Regions from separate parts of the Zea mays genome. Here all the other regions are linked to region 1. The links are chromatin contacts, called in public Hi-C maps. All regions are on one chromosome and are shown on one strand. The core of a region is the stretch at or near the end of the contact, and the rest is flanking DNA. Distances in the headings are between cores, read along the strand shown. Region 1 holds the start of LOC100281359 (vacuolar protein sorting 29). Region 2 has its middle 21 kb from the start of LOC103654718. Region 3 holds the start of LOC100192069. Region 4 holds the start of LOC100284120 (AGP16).

Evidence for each region. Hi-C and Micro-C count contacts between places; a contact is called where the count stands out from the background.
Region 2: a Hi-C map of leaf shows a contact between it and region 1, with 2.8 times the contacts expected there. The contact joins the enhancer-like site here to the promoter of LOC100281359 in region 1. A contact is called at or near these places in 4 of 25 Hi-C or Micro-C datasets (all in leaf).
Region 3: a contact with region 1 is called in a Hi-C map of leaf, with 2.7 times the contacts expected there. The contact joins the promoter of LOC100192069 here to the promoter of LOC100281359 in region 1. A contact is called at or near these places in 2 of 25 Hi-C or Micro-C datasets (ear and leaf).
Region 4: a Hi-C map of ear shows a contact between it and region 1, with 2.9 times the contacts expected there. The contact joins the promoter of LOC100284120 here to the promoter of LOC100281359 in region 1. A contact is called at or near these places in 2 of 25 Hi-C or Micro-C datasets (both in ear).

What each region holds. Positions count from the first base shown.
Region 1 is chr4:230,876,774-230,880,204 of Zm-B73-REFERENCE-NAM-5.0, reverse strand. It overlaps LOC100281359 (vacuolar protein sorting 29), which reads left to right and starts at 1,430. Exons shown (of 3, transcript NM_001154277.3): 1 at 1,430-1,879. The coding sequence starts at 1,748.
Region 2 is chr4:230,679,675-230,683,559 of Zm-B73-REFERENCE-NAM-5.0, reverse strand. It overlaps the pseudogene LOC109945952. Among protein-coding and RNA genes, the nearest start is that of LOC103654718, 21 kb to the right of the region's middle. Within about 2 kb of position 1,794, at least 18 of the 20 cell types and tissues checked have an H3K27ac peak or open chromatin away from gene starts, as enhancers often do. A contact at or near this core is called in leaf, where this site is marked.
Region 3 is chr4:230,705,176-230,708,928 of Zm-B73-REFERENCE-NAM-5.0, reverse strand. LOC100192069 reads right to left here and starts at 1,862. Exons shown (of 3, transcript NM_001137492.1): 1 at 1,314-1,862; 2 at 1,078-1,191; 3 at 48-961. The coding sequence starts at 1,774. The coding sequence ends at 424.
Region 4 is chr4:230,654,377-230,657,913 of Zm-B73-REFERENCE-NAM-5.0, reverse strand. LOC100284120 (AGP16) reads left to right here and starts at 2,096. Exons shown (of 2, transcript NM_001331151.1): 1 at 2,096-2,177. The coding sequence starts at 2,156.

The sequences.
Region 1 (3,431 bases), core at 181-2,680:
TCCCTAAAACCCGAGTGTGACAGAGGGCGTGCGGAGATGGCCGGAAAACGCGTGAACGTGGACGCATCCACGATGGGGGCGTGGGTGGGAGGTTAGGGACGAGGTCTGACGGGTGGGTCCGCAGGGCAGAGAGAGAGGATGAGCGCGTGCGAGGGGATCAGCACCGACAGGCCGACCCCACAGAGCAGAGAGAGAGAGAGAGAAGGGGTGCGTGGGCTGGCGCCGATAGGCCGGGTCCGTCTGTCCGACTTGGGCTGAAATGGTTTTTTCTATTTTTCAGGGAATTTCTAATGTTTTTCTATTTATGTTCTCTAGGGTTTTGAATTCAAATTCAAACTAAATCAAACATGTGCAACAATTTAAAAAATATTTGGAGCTCACCACGATGCAACATTTCATGACTCATATTGTTTTGACAAAATAAAATAATCAACCCCTCACTAATTAAGCTAATTCTACTAAAAAGAAAAAGAGAGAGAAACTAGAGAGAGAGGAGTAACACCTGAATTTGGTAGGTAATTAGAAAGAAATTTTATACCCCCAAATTTAGGGTGTTACAACCTCTGCGGACAAGGCAAAATGCGCAGTTATTTGAAAGGAATATTCGAACCAAGGTTCGATCTACCACGGCCACGGCCCGCCGGCGGCGGCGGCACGCGCGCGTGTGGTCGTTTTTCATTCTTTTCCCAACTTCTTAATAGATGCACCAATTGGTGCACCTATTTAAGTTGATTGATTGATCTCTTGAACTTACAATATGATACTAAATTATTAGTATACCATATCATTAAAGTGGACCACTAGCATTGACTATTATTGAATATTAATTGGGCCAAGCCAACATTAATCCAATATAAACAATGATAATTAGGTAATATTTTGAATAATATGGATGGCATAAATCTTGAAAATATAGGATACATGGAGATTATGTATTGAACTTGAGAAATCTATAGACAGAGTTTCTGAATTGAACTAGGTAAATCTGTAAACGGGAATACTGAATTATACTCCCTCTCTTTAGAAAATTAACAAATTCTTACAATACTTGATGTATGTATTATATATATGTGTATAGATTTATTATCATTCATTTGAATATAGACATAAAAACCAAGATCTAAAACGAATACTATTTTAGACGGAGAGAGTATAGATTTGTAAGAATCTATTTAGCTGATGTATCCTTTCAGTTAGGATTCAATTTTTTTTTAATAGGAGGATTCAAATTTTTTGATAGTACATCTAGATTCTAGACCGTCGATCTTTCAAACGTTGAAAAGAGGAAGAAGAGCTTGACGTTTTGCTTAGCTTAACGCTAGCCCAACGAACTTGGCGAAACCGATGGAGCCTCAAACGGGCCGTATCCGTCGTGCACAGCATGCTAAAGCCCAGTGCTGACGACGACGAACAACACTCATCCGGCCCGGTCATGAGCCCAATGCGGGGCCACTTCGTCGTTTTTGACAAGTAGACCCACAGTGGCCCCACGTGCTTGCCCCTCCCTTTCTCTTCTCCCCTTGTGTCGCGCTCGCGCATCTGAAGCAAGGGGGGGAAGGGCCAAGGGGGATCGGTCTTGTTCTCGGAGAGGGTTGAGCTGCTTGACGGTTTTGACTCGGATCATGGTGTGCAGCTCTATCAGATAGAGAGCTGACGTGAGGTGTGAGACGCGGATCGTGGAGTACTACTCAGTAGGAGATCAAGAGGAAGGAGGTGGGGAGGGGGAAGAAGGCGATAGCCGGGGAGGATGGTGCTTGTGCTTGCGCTGGGGGATCTGCACATCCCGCACCGGGCGCCCGACCTCCCCGCCAAATTCAAGTCCATGCTCGTGCCCGGCAAGATCCAACACATCATCTGCACTGGCAATCTCTGCATCAAGGTAACCTTACCTTCCGCGCCTGGCCGGCCGGCCGGGTAACCGGCGTCCCTCGGCGATCGATTTTACAATCCTTTCCTCTCGCCTCATGTGTCCAATTTTTGCGCTGGCTAGGTCGTACTGCCGCGGATAGTTGCATCACGTGAGAAATCGTTATGGTTCTTAGGTCGTGCTGGGATCAGCCGCATCGCTGTATTAGTCTACTGCAGTTGTTTGTTTGGTTCGGTCGGGCAACGTGTGTGTGTGTGTGTGTGGTTATTTTGGACTCTAGGATGGCAATAGCACCGAGCTGGTTTCTATAAGACTATTTTTTTTCGAATGCGTATTTTTTTATATAAGAGAAAAATGATCCAGTACATCAAACATCACCCCACGTAGGATCATAGAGAGGGATGTGGGATCTGAAACAGAACTTATATATAACTCAACAAAGAGACCAGACCCAAATTTCTACTTCTACCCAACCTAGCCTAGACCAGCAACCTTCCAAGGTCCAGGACCAGCAGCCCTTTGGCCCCAGCTACCTGCCATAGGACAACCTCATTCTTGACCTCCTGTACAACAGTTTGGATGGAAGGAGCGGATCCGTCAAAGACACAACCATTACGATGTTTCCATAGGATCCAAGCACCAAGAATGATCAAGGAATTAAGACCTTTCTTATGCTGTTTGTGGACTTTTTTCAAAGATTTGCGCCACGCCGCCACCATTCTGCAAAAGATTTGGTCCTACTGCTAGGCACCAAATTTGACCAATCTAGTGGCTGCAGAATACTAAACCAGAATTGTCTAGCAAAAACACATGATGTTAAAATATGTTGGACAGTCTCATTTTCCTGATCGCACAAAGGACATTGCTCGGGGTGAGGAAGCCCTCTTTTTTCCAAGCGGTCAGCAGTCCAACAACGATTTCTGGTGGCCAACCATATGGATATTTTTGCATTTCCCTAGAGCCCAAGGTTTCCAAAGCCTCTTCCAAGGTTCAAAAGGTATGCAACCGACAAAGAAAGCTCTGTAGGCTGACCTGGTGGATGGCTGACCTGTGGCATCGAACTTCCATGCATGCAGGTCATCATATTGGCTTAGAGTAACCTCAGCCAATGTATCCCAGAGCTGTAGAAATTCTGTGAGGCCAATCAAACCAAGTACTCCATGAATATCAGTAACCCAGGCTTGGTTCTGCAGGGCTTGGGCCACCATCCTTAGCTTCCTTGTTCTTCTAGGGACCTTTCTAACTACCTCAGGTGCTAGTTCTTCCAATGAGCAGCCATGCAACCAGCGGTCTGTCCAGAAAAGGGTGTTTGCTCCATTACCAATGGTGGTGACAACATAAACAGCGAATCAGACTTCATATTGTGGTTTTCGGTTTTGTCGAGGCAAATTGATGATCGATGGACCCCAATGCCGATGCTTTGTAAAAAAAAATCAGTGTATTAGGATCACTACTTTGCCCGTTCAGTACATCAATGGCACATGTTACTGCTTATAATTGTAGAACTCTTTCCTGTTCTTGTTAAATTGTGAAGGGAAAATTCTCAGTCGGCAACATGCTCGCC
Region 2 (3,885 bases), core at 545-3,044, 200 kb after region 1:
ATAAATTGTCCACATGGTGCCAGGTCCAGATTCCATCCCGCTCACCCTCTCAGTGGCAAATAAAATAACAAGTGTCAGCAGATTTTTTTAAGACGCTAGAAGAACATAAGACATGCATGTAGAGAACAACAAAGATTGAAATACAAACTCATTATCATTCTCTCTATGCACTCTATTCAGAATCCAAGACCTTGAGAACAAAACAGCAATATCAAAAACAGAGTTGACGCACCTTAGTGATGTTCCTTCGTGGTTCTGTCAGGATATATGATGTTTGCTCTCCTGATAGACAAGAACAGAATTGACACACCTTCGAGCTGTTGGTCACAGTATCTGCACATCCGAGGAGGATGGGAGTAGGGTGGCAGCCTCGCTTTGGATTTTTTAAATAGCAATACGGGGCGCCGTCGATGGAAGGTCTGTGCCTTCGAAGGACTCCCAGGATCGATGTGTTGGAATTGTGGACTATGGACGCCGATGGAAGGGCGCTGATTAAGATCGTGGACGGCGGCGAGATGGATGGGGTCGCGGAGGGGAGCACGGGGAGGGGACACGGGCGAGGGTGGGATGAACCGGGAAGAATATGGGAGGCGCTCCTGGCGTGGCTGGGGACGGATAGGGAGGGAGGTCGCGTTTGGGGCCGACCATCGTGGGAGGCAGGGCGAGCGTGGACGACGGCGAGATGGATGGGGTCGCGGAGGGGAGCGCGGGGAGGGGATCACGGGTGGGGCGGGATGAACGGGGAGATGGTCGACGTCACCAGGGGGTAGAGGGAGGGAGGGAGGGCACGGTTGGGGGCATGGACAGGAGCAGGCGTGGATGGGGTCGCGGAGGGGATCACGGACGGGGGCGGGATGAACGAGGCGGGGGCATGTGTTGCAACTGTGGACGCCCACAGTAAAGTTTTATAGAGTAGTAGGGATTAATATCAAGATTACAATACTAGATACTATGACAATTAAAACCAATTACTCCTATTGCACGTCTGGCACAATCACGCCTCTATGGCTATCACATAGGCTCATCTCTCAAAATCAATTTATGAAGATGAACGTTCATCGTAAGATGTCGTCGTTCTAATGTTCTATATTAATCTATGATTTTTAGAGGCGTGTATTTTTTTTCTTGGTGCTACGTACCTTGACCAGAGGCGGTTAGTACGTAGAAATGTCCACCTCTGTTAACGATTTTGACTTGTTTGCTAAAATAAATCATTTTTAGTAGCGAACCTTTCTTGGCATGCATGTCTTTTTTTTTTGAAGAAGGTGATTCGAGTTAGGGGTGTTTAAATGCATAATTAGTTAGCTAAAAATGTTAGCTAACTATTAACTAATTTAATAAAAATAGCTAATAGCTAAACTATTAGATAGAGTGTTTGGATGTTATGCGAACTTGATGGGTTTGATGGGTTTTGCTGATTCATTACGGCCTTGCTTGACGTAATGCGACCTCAACGGCGGCGGTGAAAAGTGAAAACAGTGCGGGCGGCGAGAAGAATGAGATCTATCATGGGATCGGAGTAGCATATGCACGGCCAACCAAATCCAGTGTAGCGGCAACATCATCATCACGTAGGTAGACACGTACGTACGCACGCCTGTCACCGTGACCCTGCCTGCCTGCCTCGCTTCGTGTCCATCCGAAGTGCCGTTGCACAGTACGTGCCAGGTTGCGCCTGTGCGCACCGCACCGGCGATCATCATTGTTTCATTTGTTTTGTAGGCCAGCCGCGTTGCTCTGCCCTTTCCATTATTCTGGATCTCACATGCGCTTGCCGTCCTGCGTTTGTACGGGCCCATCTCGCATTATCGCTGGTTCATCGTGGCCAGCCCAATCAATCAATGACATGTACACGGCCTCGCAAGTCGCAACGATGGCGGCAAGAGTCTGCCAGCATGCAGCGGCCCAGTTTCCGAAGTGTCCTACGACCGTATCTATTTTTTGGTCTGTTCCCCTTCCACTGTGAAAGCACACACATAGAACAGAGCACAAACAGATAGTGGAAAAAAACCCTTTTTAGGCCCTGTTTGGTTGTTCCGGATTGGAGGCCCGGATTAATTCCTAGCCGGATTACTTCTCTAATTTATATATATTTTGATGAGCCGGAATAAATCCTGGCTCATTCCGGTACAACCGAACAGGCCCTTAGGGTTTCTACCTGTTAAGTAACCCTAATTATGGTAATGTGGGCAAATACCTGTTTTACTCCTGAGGGGTCTCACATCTATATATAAGGAACTTGTACATCCCTCATAATACAGAGATCAGAAAGAGGCTAAAGGCCCAACCCTATATCATGTGTCTCGTGTGTTTCCTCTGTCGTGCTTCTGTAAAGTGAGACGGGTCCTCTACAACTTCTCGCGTCTCTACTGCTGATGGGAGGGAAGGGAGCGGATCTGGTGATCCGTGGTGACGTAGTTCTCAACACGTTATCAGCACGCTCTACCTTGATGTTGCTGCGGAATCAGATCTGCATCAGCTCTTCGTCAAGCCGGCAGGTCTCTTGGCCTAGCCGAACTGTCCTACGCGACAGCCTTCGATTCTCCCTCTACGCACGAGCGGTATGTTTATTGGTTGATCCGTTGTTGTGTATGGATTGTGATTCGTGCGCGAAAAACTGTCATCGACGTAGTGGTGTTGTGCCCGCGCGTCGGGACTGTGCTGCGCGCCAGCAGCCATGCCCGCACCAGAGCCGCTCGTGTCGTGCTGCGTGACGGCAGCCACACCCGTGCCCACGACGGACACCATGCCCGCCGAACTGAGACCGCGAGTGCCTGCAGCACCCGGCAAGCAGGATCCATGATTATGTCGGTGAGATCGAAGCCTCTCTCTGGTCATAGATCTGCATTCGGCACTCCTCACTCCCTGCGTGTGTGGAGGGATCATGGGTGCAATACCGCATGCAGCCATGCAACACCTATGAGCCATATGTGAACTGTGGCTTTAGCTGTTGTGCGAGAGGACTTAGTCCTAATCCTACTTGCATGGCCGCATGTACGCTTGACCTAGTATTCCTTTCATTTTTTGGGTGGCTGGCGGCTATTGGATGGGAGAGTGTGTGGAGTCTTGGAGATCACGGCGCACAATCCTATTCTAGAAACCGTCTCCCGCACATCGTGGCCCGCAGCCATGCTCTGCCAGTCCACCGCGCTGCTATTAGTCGTTTTATGTATAGTTATGCTTATAATTTATACTGTAATTTTTAGTATAAATAAATTCCTGCATAATTTATATAAATTTGTATGCATGCTTTATATTATATTTATTTCCTGTTGTAAAGAATAAATTATGTCTTCTATTGTGGTTTCTATCTCAATAATTATTTCCTGCAGTAAATAATACATGCTTAAGTATGAGAAAATATCTTTTGCACCTAATGTGCTTATGTGAATGCTTTAATTCTATTATCGATTTTCTGCTTTATTTTTCATAGTAAATAATTAGCAGAAAATAATTAAATTGCATGTGAAGGCTATGTTGCGTATTTTTAAATCGCTCTAAATATTTGTGGTGCGTTGAGTTTCTGATTCACGCCGAGCGATTAAATATTATAGTGGGTACTCGGACACACTGATCAGACTATGTTATTATCGGCTGAGTTATGGCATCAGCTGAATATTGACTGCGCTCTGGCAACACGACGCAATATTTGTGTCGTTCGAACTTGGCTGCGTCATGTGATTGCTATGTCGCTCTCTCGCTTAATCGGATCACTCCTGTTGAGTCGGACCGCCATCGCCGAGTCACACATTTTTCGTGGGCCCTGAAGGCATTGCATGTGTGTCACAACTATTGAGTCACAATTACGCTTGTTGTGCCTGTTGTGCCTATTGCGTGTATTTATCGTGTACCACAACTACCAAGCCACAACTGTGTCTGTTGCGA
Region 3 (3,753 bases), core at 613-3,112, 170 kb after region 1:
CACATGAAGAAAGAAGTCGTTGAGCAGGGGAAAAGAAGCAGCAAGAAGAGCCAACTAAACCACACCATGATCCACTTTTCTTCTTTAGTTTTTTTTCACTTCTTTTGTTGGTTCATCATCTACCACTTTCTATACACAAATGCAAAAAAAAAACAAAAAACAGGCACCTAAAGAAAAGAGATGCAGAGTGCCAACCATACCTAAAAAAAGAGCAAAAAGAACAGGATGCAAAGATGTTCTTCTGATCAGGAAAGAAGAAGAACTGCTTGAGGGTCGGTTGATGCATCAAGCTCTGTACGTACTAGTCAGGGCTGACTACCGATGCTAGAACTACTACTAGAATGGGACATCAGATGCTCTCTTCTCCTCCCTTGATTTTGCTCCATCTGCAAGGACAGACGGCACATCTCTCTCTAGAAGAAGTCAGCTCCCAGCGCCGGCTGCCCCTGTGGCTGGCTCGCCGGCGCTGCTGGCGGCTGTCACCCAGGGAGGGCTTAGGAAGGGCTCGCCGACGACGTCGAAGAGCGAGGACGTCGGTGCCCCGGCGTCGGCGTCGGTGCTGAGGAACAGGAGCTCGTCCTCGCCAGCCATCTCCATGTCCTCCACCAGCAGCTCGTCCTCCTCCTCCTCCTCCTCCTCCTCCTCCTCCTCCTCCTCCATGGACGGCGTGCGCAGCGGCGTCGTGGGCGAGAGCCCCGCGGTCGACGTGGACGTCGGGCTCGGGCTCGGCTGCCGGTCCTGCGCGTCACCGCCCACCACGACGGACGGCGGCGGCGGCTGAGGCGCCGCCGACGACGGGAACTTGTGGCGGGTGGTGCCGGCGAGCGAGTTGCGGTGGGTCGGCGCCGCGTGGTTGTGCTCCCCGGTGAAGGTGAGGATGAAAGTGTTGGGGTCCGCGCGGCTGCGCTCCACCTGCTTCCGCGCCGCGCACCCCTTGGAGCTGCTGCATCGGTAGTATCCCCTGTTCAAGGAACATAGCAGCAGGCGGTGAGATCGGTTAATTCGCTCCGAGACGCGAACGCGACGCCGGCGAGAAGCCGACAGATAGGCAAGGGACTGTTGTTCTAGCTGACCGACCTTGGGTAGGGGGAGCCCTTGATGGGCTTCTGGCCGTACTTGCGCCACGCCCACACGTCCGGCGACGAGCCGTCCGCCGGAACGTGGCAGACCACCTTCTTCACCTGGTTCTTCCTGGAGTGCACGGAAACAGCGTTAGCAGCTTGCAAATACCCGAGCTTTCAACCTCCCCCAAGAAACAATTCGAAGAACCGCTGCCGCCGGCCGTGTCGAGGCACTCAGCGAGCGCAGCGTACCTTCTCTTGGATCTTGGCACGCCACCGGGCACCTGCCGCCCGCTCGGCTGCGCCCTAGCCGGAGCGGGGCGCACCTGGGGTGGAGCCACGTCCACGGCTGTCACAGTCGGCTGTAGATGCTGCTGTTGTGATGGTGGGGGAGGCGTTGCCGTTGGCGTTGGCGTTGGCGTTGCCGCTGGCGTTGGCAGAGGCTGATGCAGGGGAGGCTGGTCGGCTAACAGGGCCCTGAGGAGCTCTTCGCCGTCTTGCCCGCCGCCAGCACCAAGGTCAGGGAAGCGCCACGCGGTATGTGGCTCTGGCTCTTTAGCCGGCGCTGGCGCCACGGGCTTCTCCTTCTGCGGCGGCGGCGGGAGAAACGAAGCGAACGGGTCGGGCTGCGGCGACGGGGAGAGGAGGCGGCGGCAGCCCAAGCGCACGACGGCGTCCAGATCCCAGTTGTTGAAGCAGCGCTCCTCCTCCATTGGCAGCAGACGACGACGCGGAGTGGTTGGGTTCTTGTCGCTTGAGGAAACGGGCGGAGGAGGGAGGCGCTGACTTCTGCTAGTTTATTGATTGTTTTGGTTGGAAGAGTGAGGAGACTACAGGAAGAGTAAAAGGAGAGAGAGGGGGAGTGATGGGCAGAGGGCCAAAGGCATTGGATCCTGTCCTAAAAAGGAGTGAGGCCTACTGTTCTATGCTGTGTTTTTTTCGTTGTGGTTTTTTTTTTTTTTTGAGCTTGGAGTTTTATAGAGGACACACGACAGGGCGGCAGGCCCACTTGACTTTGTTAGATGTCAAAGGGGTGAGAGAATTCAAAAACGATGGGAGAGAAAAGAGAGGCTAATAAATGAAAACTGCCTGTGCGGATTTAGGAGCAATATTAATAGTATAGTCAAATGCTTATATTTAAATTAAGGTACAAGAATAAGATATACTATGATTGTCTTCTATTTATCTATAAAAGTGTTTATTGTTGTTGTTGTTGTTGTTGTTGTTGTTATTATTGTTGTTGTTGTTGTTGTTGTTATTATTATTATTATTATTATTATTATTATTATTATTATTATTATTATTATTATTATTATTATTATTATTATTATTATTATTATTACTACTACTACTACTGTTGTTGTTGTTGTTATTATTATTATTTGCTAACATATCTTCTATTCTCTTTTTTATTCCTCATCACATATAATACTACCTTCATTCTTAAATATTTAATGTTGCATAGTTTATTTTTTAATTAAAAACGTCAAGTAAAAAAACGAAGGGAGTATTATTTAGGATCGCCACCGCCAAGGCTCCTATGAATAGCATGTTGCTTATATGACAGTTAAGATCTATTTTCTCTTCTTTATTTTCTCTTCCAACAATACAAATATTGATTAGCTTGGTTATAAGTCCATTGATGTACTTTCTCTTCCAACAATACCAAGGTACGATCTATCACGAGTCACGGCTCGGCCGGCGCGGCGGCGCGCGCGTGTTGCAGTCCTTCATCCTTTTCTCAACTTCTCAATAGATGCACCAACGGTCCACCTATTTAAGTTAATGGATTTGTCCCTTAAACTTCTAATATGGTGCTAAATTATTAGTACACCATAACATTAAAGTGGGTCATTAGCATTTACTATTATTAAATATTAATTGGGCCAAGTCCACATTAATTCAACACTATCTCCTATTGTATTCTCTATTATTGGAATGTGTCTAAACTGCAGAACAACAATGAGAGTTGTAGCTTTTAAATTTTTAGGGCATATGCTAACAACTCAGGGTTATTGCATGCTTAGAGCCCCAAACTTGGTTAACCACCAATTACAAATCACATTTTAATAATAGGTGACAGATCGTGAATAAGATAGCGATCTGCATGTCAGCTATAAGAGTTGCATACTCGGGCATGTTGTTTGTGGCCCAAAATAGGAGCTGACACACATAATGAACGTGTTCCCCTATCAGGGATACCAAGAGGAATGATGCACCGACGCTTTCATGCTACTTGGAGATGTGAAAGCATAATGTCTAGTGTTCCTTACATAACACCATCTTGCTGACTCTTGACTACATGGCGAGGAACAATCTAAAGGTTAAATTTTGAGCTTGACAACCCACCTAGCAATGCGTAGGATTGCATGTTGGTTATGCAACCTGATCTTCAGAGGAACAATGCAACCACTGAGGCGGGTGTGCCTAAAACTAATGTCTAAGATTTTGAGACACGACTAGGACTGAGTATATAAGTTTAAGTACTTTGAGGTATCTTGCCTTTGCATCATGGAGAATCTCAATGACAAAGTACAATGGACGTTGGATTCTTTAGGGGAAAAGGCCAATAGTCAAATGAGGGAGGACATTTAGGCCCTAGGAAGTTCAAGGGCTGTAGGCCTGACATCCATGTTGTTGGGTCCCGACAGTTTTTTCCTCAGGGAGGGCTGCCGTCCCCGGGACTGGTTGG
Region 4 (3,537 bases), core at 847-3,346, 220 kb after region 1:
TGAGAAATGGTATATCCTGTTTTCCTGATATACTCTCAAAAAGGCTGAAAATACATATTCGTTCAAGAAGGTGCTCGCCATGCTCGCCTCCACCGACCATGGTATGCATGTATACGTACATATAGCCAGCAATTACCCACGTACTACATACATAACTATGGAGGAATCTAGCTCCGTGGCTTCTAAAAAATACATTTGTCTCTAACATAGATGTGCGCGGCTCAGGTACGCTGGTTTTGTGTGGACTGATAAATAAGGCTCAGGTAAGCTGGTTTTGGAAGACAGGTTCAGCACTGCTTTCGGCGTTCAATTTGGCACTGATACTTCTGTATCTCCTTTGCCCTGAACGGATGGACCTGTGGCGCGAGACAAGTGCGAGGGCGGCGAGGTCTCCAACGGCACAGGATAGACAGAGCAATTCGGAAAGAATCCAGAGGCGGGATCTGCATCTGAGTGCTCGATGAATTGCTGCAGTGACTCGTTCCTGCGGGCTGTCAGCTGGGTTCCTCCAAGCTCTGTGGTGTCGGCTGTGGCGCCGAACTGGTAGGAGTCGAACCCGTCGAACATGGAGAGGCAGACGCGGGAGAGGAGCGCGTAGCGGTAGTGCCCGGCCTTGGAGTAGGAGACGCCAGGGTAGACGAAGGAAGCAGTCACCGGAACTGATGGCTGGCCGGGGAGGAAGAAGCGAGGGCGAGATCAAAGAGCAGGGAGAGGAGGTGGAGGAGGGAGCTCACCAGTTGATGGATCTGAGGTGCGACGCCTAGATCTGGTAGTGTGAGGAGCGGCGGTTGGGTGAGGAGGGTCGCTGTCGCCGCTGGGAGCCGCGTCGCCGCCGCGGAGAGATCCCCTCAGAGCTGCCCCGCCGCCGCCAGGTGCGAGATGCGAACGGGAGTCAGCTCATCCGGTTGATTTGGAGGAACGAGTCGCTGCTAGGGTTCTGTTGTATTTTGGAATGAGTGGATGACGGATGGGTAGACTCCGTGACGCTATCCAAACGATTTTGTAGGCTCGGATACAGGTTCGGATCACTCTGGATCTATGCCGTGCTGCAAACCAAACACACTGCAACAGATCACGGCACACCACATGAGTCACATGAGTTATGAGTCATAACTAGAGATGATAATGGAGACCCGATCCTGATTCTCCATAGGGAATTCTTCTATTAGATCCTGTTCGGTTGCGTCTGAATCACATAGGATTGGAGGAGATTAAGGGATTGTTTAGTTTATGGTTAACTGTACCATACTTTGCCTAAGGTTAGTCGTTCGAATTAAAAAAACTAATCTTAGACAGAAAAGTTAGGTAAAGCGTAACAAGTTAGGCAGTGAACCAAACATGGCTTAAATAAATTCATCCCTAGTCAAAATTGAATAGAAGATGATTTAATCTCTTCAACCCCTTGGATCCCGATGCAATCGAACAAACTCTTAGAGGATAGGGATGATAAAGTTTCTTCCCCGCCGAAATGTAAATGGAAAAATTCTCCTCCAACAGGAGGGACGGAGATGAGACATTATTATCTATTCTTGTTCTCCATGAGAACTCATTAAATTTATACGTGATGATGTTTTTTTATCACGAGGATGAAAATTGTGAGCTAAAACCAGAGAATTCCATCCCTAGTCATGAGACCTCCCTCCCTGTGCTACTGGGCCCACATAGCCCGGGCTCCAGCAGTGTGACGAGCTCACTCAGCCTATTCGCAACCGTTACCCCTAAATTTTCCCCCCTATATCACTTTCCCCCTCTATTTTTTCATCTCCCACAGCGGTTCCCCCTAAATATTCCTCATATATCTCACTACAACTAAAAAAATCATTTTCTATATCAACTATCAATTTTTATCGACTAACAATTACTCGTGGATCTACAACACAGTGTTTAGGGGATGAACAGTGACCCGCTAGATCTGAGAGGAGAGAGAAAAGGGCTGGAGTATTGTGTTGTATAGAGCACCGCTGCGATCGTAGAGTGCCCCTATATGCCATGCGAAGGGGAGGGGGCTGCGTAGGGGCTGCCTTTGGAGTTAGTCTCACCGGCCACCCGGCCGTCCTGCGCATTGGAAAGGGAATCTCACCAAGGCCCTAAACTGGCTCCACCGTGGTTCCCTTGCACGACGCCCTGCGGCGGGTCCGCCGAACACAGCGTCAAAATGGACCCACATGTCATCGAAGGTACGTAGCTTGCAAGCGGCGTTCTCAATAACATTCAGATGCGCAGCCACGTCGTAGCAGGCCTAGGCTTTTTTGAGGAGCGCGGACTAGGGAGTAGGGAGGACGGGACGGGAGAGAGAGAGAGAGGCGCGTGCGTTCGTGGTCGGTGCCGGTGCGTGCGTGGCGTGGTGGCCGCTGCCGTACGTGATCCGTCCACCCCCTCTCCTCTTCCGACGCCGGCGACAGCGGGAGGTACTCCCGGGGAGGAATGGCCGTGGCAAGGGCTCCGCTCGGCGCGGTTGCTGCGATGGCGGTGGCCGCTCTCGTCTTCGCCATACTCATGACCGCCGCCGCTGCGGCGCAGGCACCGGCGCCCGCGCCCACCAGCGACGGTGCGCAGTCTCGCTCTTTCTCTCTCATCTCCCTTCATTTCTTCCTGCCCGCAATCACAATGCAATCCGGACGCCGCGAATCTGTGCTCCGCGCGCCTGGATCGTGGGGCCGGACGCCGGAATCGCGTTCTGTTCGTTCCCCATTGTAACAAAAAAAAAAAATCTCCGGTGTTTGTCGATCTGGTTCTTTTGGGAACCAAGATGGAGAAAATCTCACAACTGTTCATCGCACAAGTTTTTCCCAGTGCTACCTGCATTGCCGTAGAATTTAGATCCCCCATGTCTGGACGTTAATTAATTATTACAGACACAATAATAATCGCGAATCTCCTGCATGTGTGCTTTCTTCTGCGGCAGTGCTGGTCAGGAAAGGATGCGTTTTCGCGAAAATACAAAGTTAACGCGAACAGTTGAGGCCCCGGAGGAAACTGCCATCTTTCAATTAAATAAATTCTTTCAGTTTTGACACATAACTCCAATGCAATTTTTTTGTTATATGCAAAACTTCTCTTATGAAGAATATTCACATCTTGACTAAACTGCTGTCAGATTTGCACTTCGTCTGTTGCGCCTGTCAGCAATGAGTTTGGTGGTTTTGCAGTTCGTAGAAATCTTGATTCTTGCTATGGCCGTCTCCTTGCATTTACGTTCTAATATAATACTAGTACTCTGGCAGCTACCATTGCCTACTTTTTCATGGAATGCCTCTTAGGGGGTGTTTGGGAACAAAGTTTTTCTGCAGTTTTGGAAGAATACTGCAGTATTCTCAAATACTGCAGTATTATATACATAATGGTGTTTGGCAAGCTGGGTAAAATCTCTGTTTTCAAAACTGAAGTATTGCAAATACTATAGTTGTTTTAAGGCATTCTAAACTTAGCTCTGGACCTCAGTTTTCAAAACTGCGGTATTATAAACTACGGTATTGTCATAACTAAAGTATAGTATAGTATTTCAAAAACTGTAGTTTTCAAAAACTTTGTTCCCAA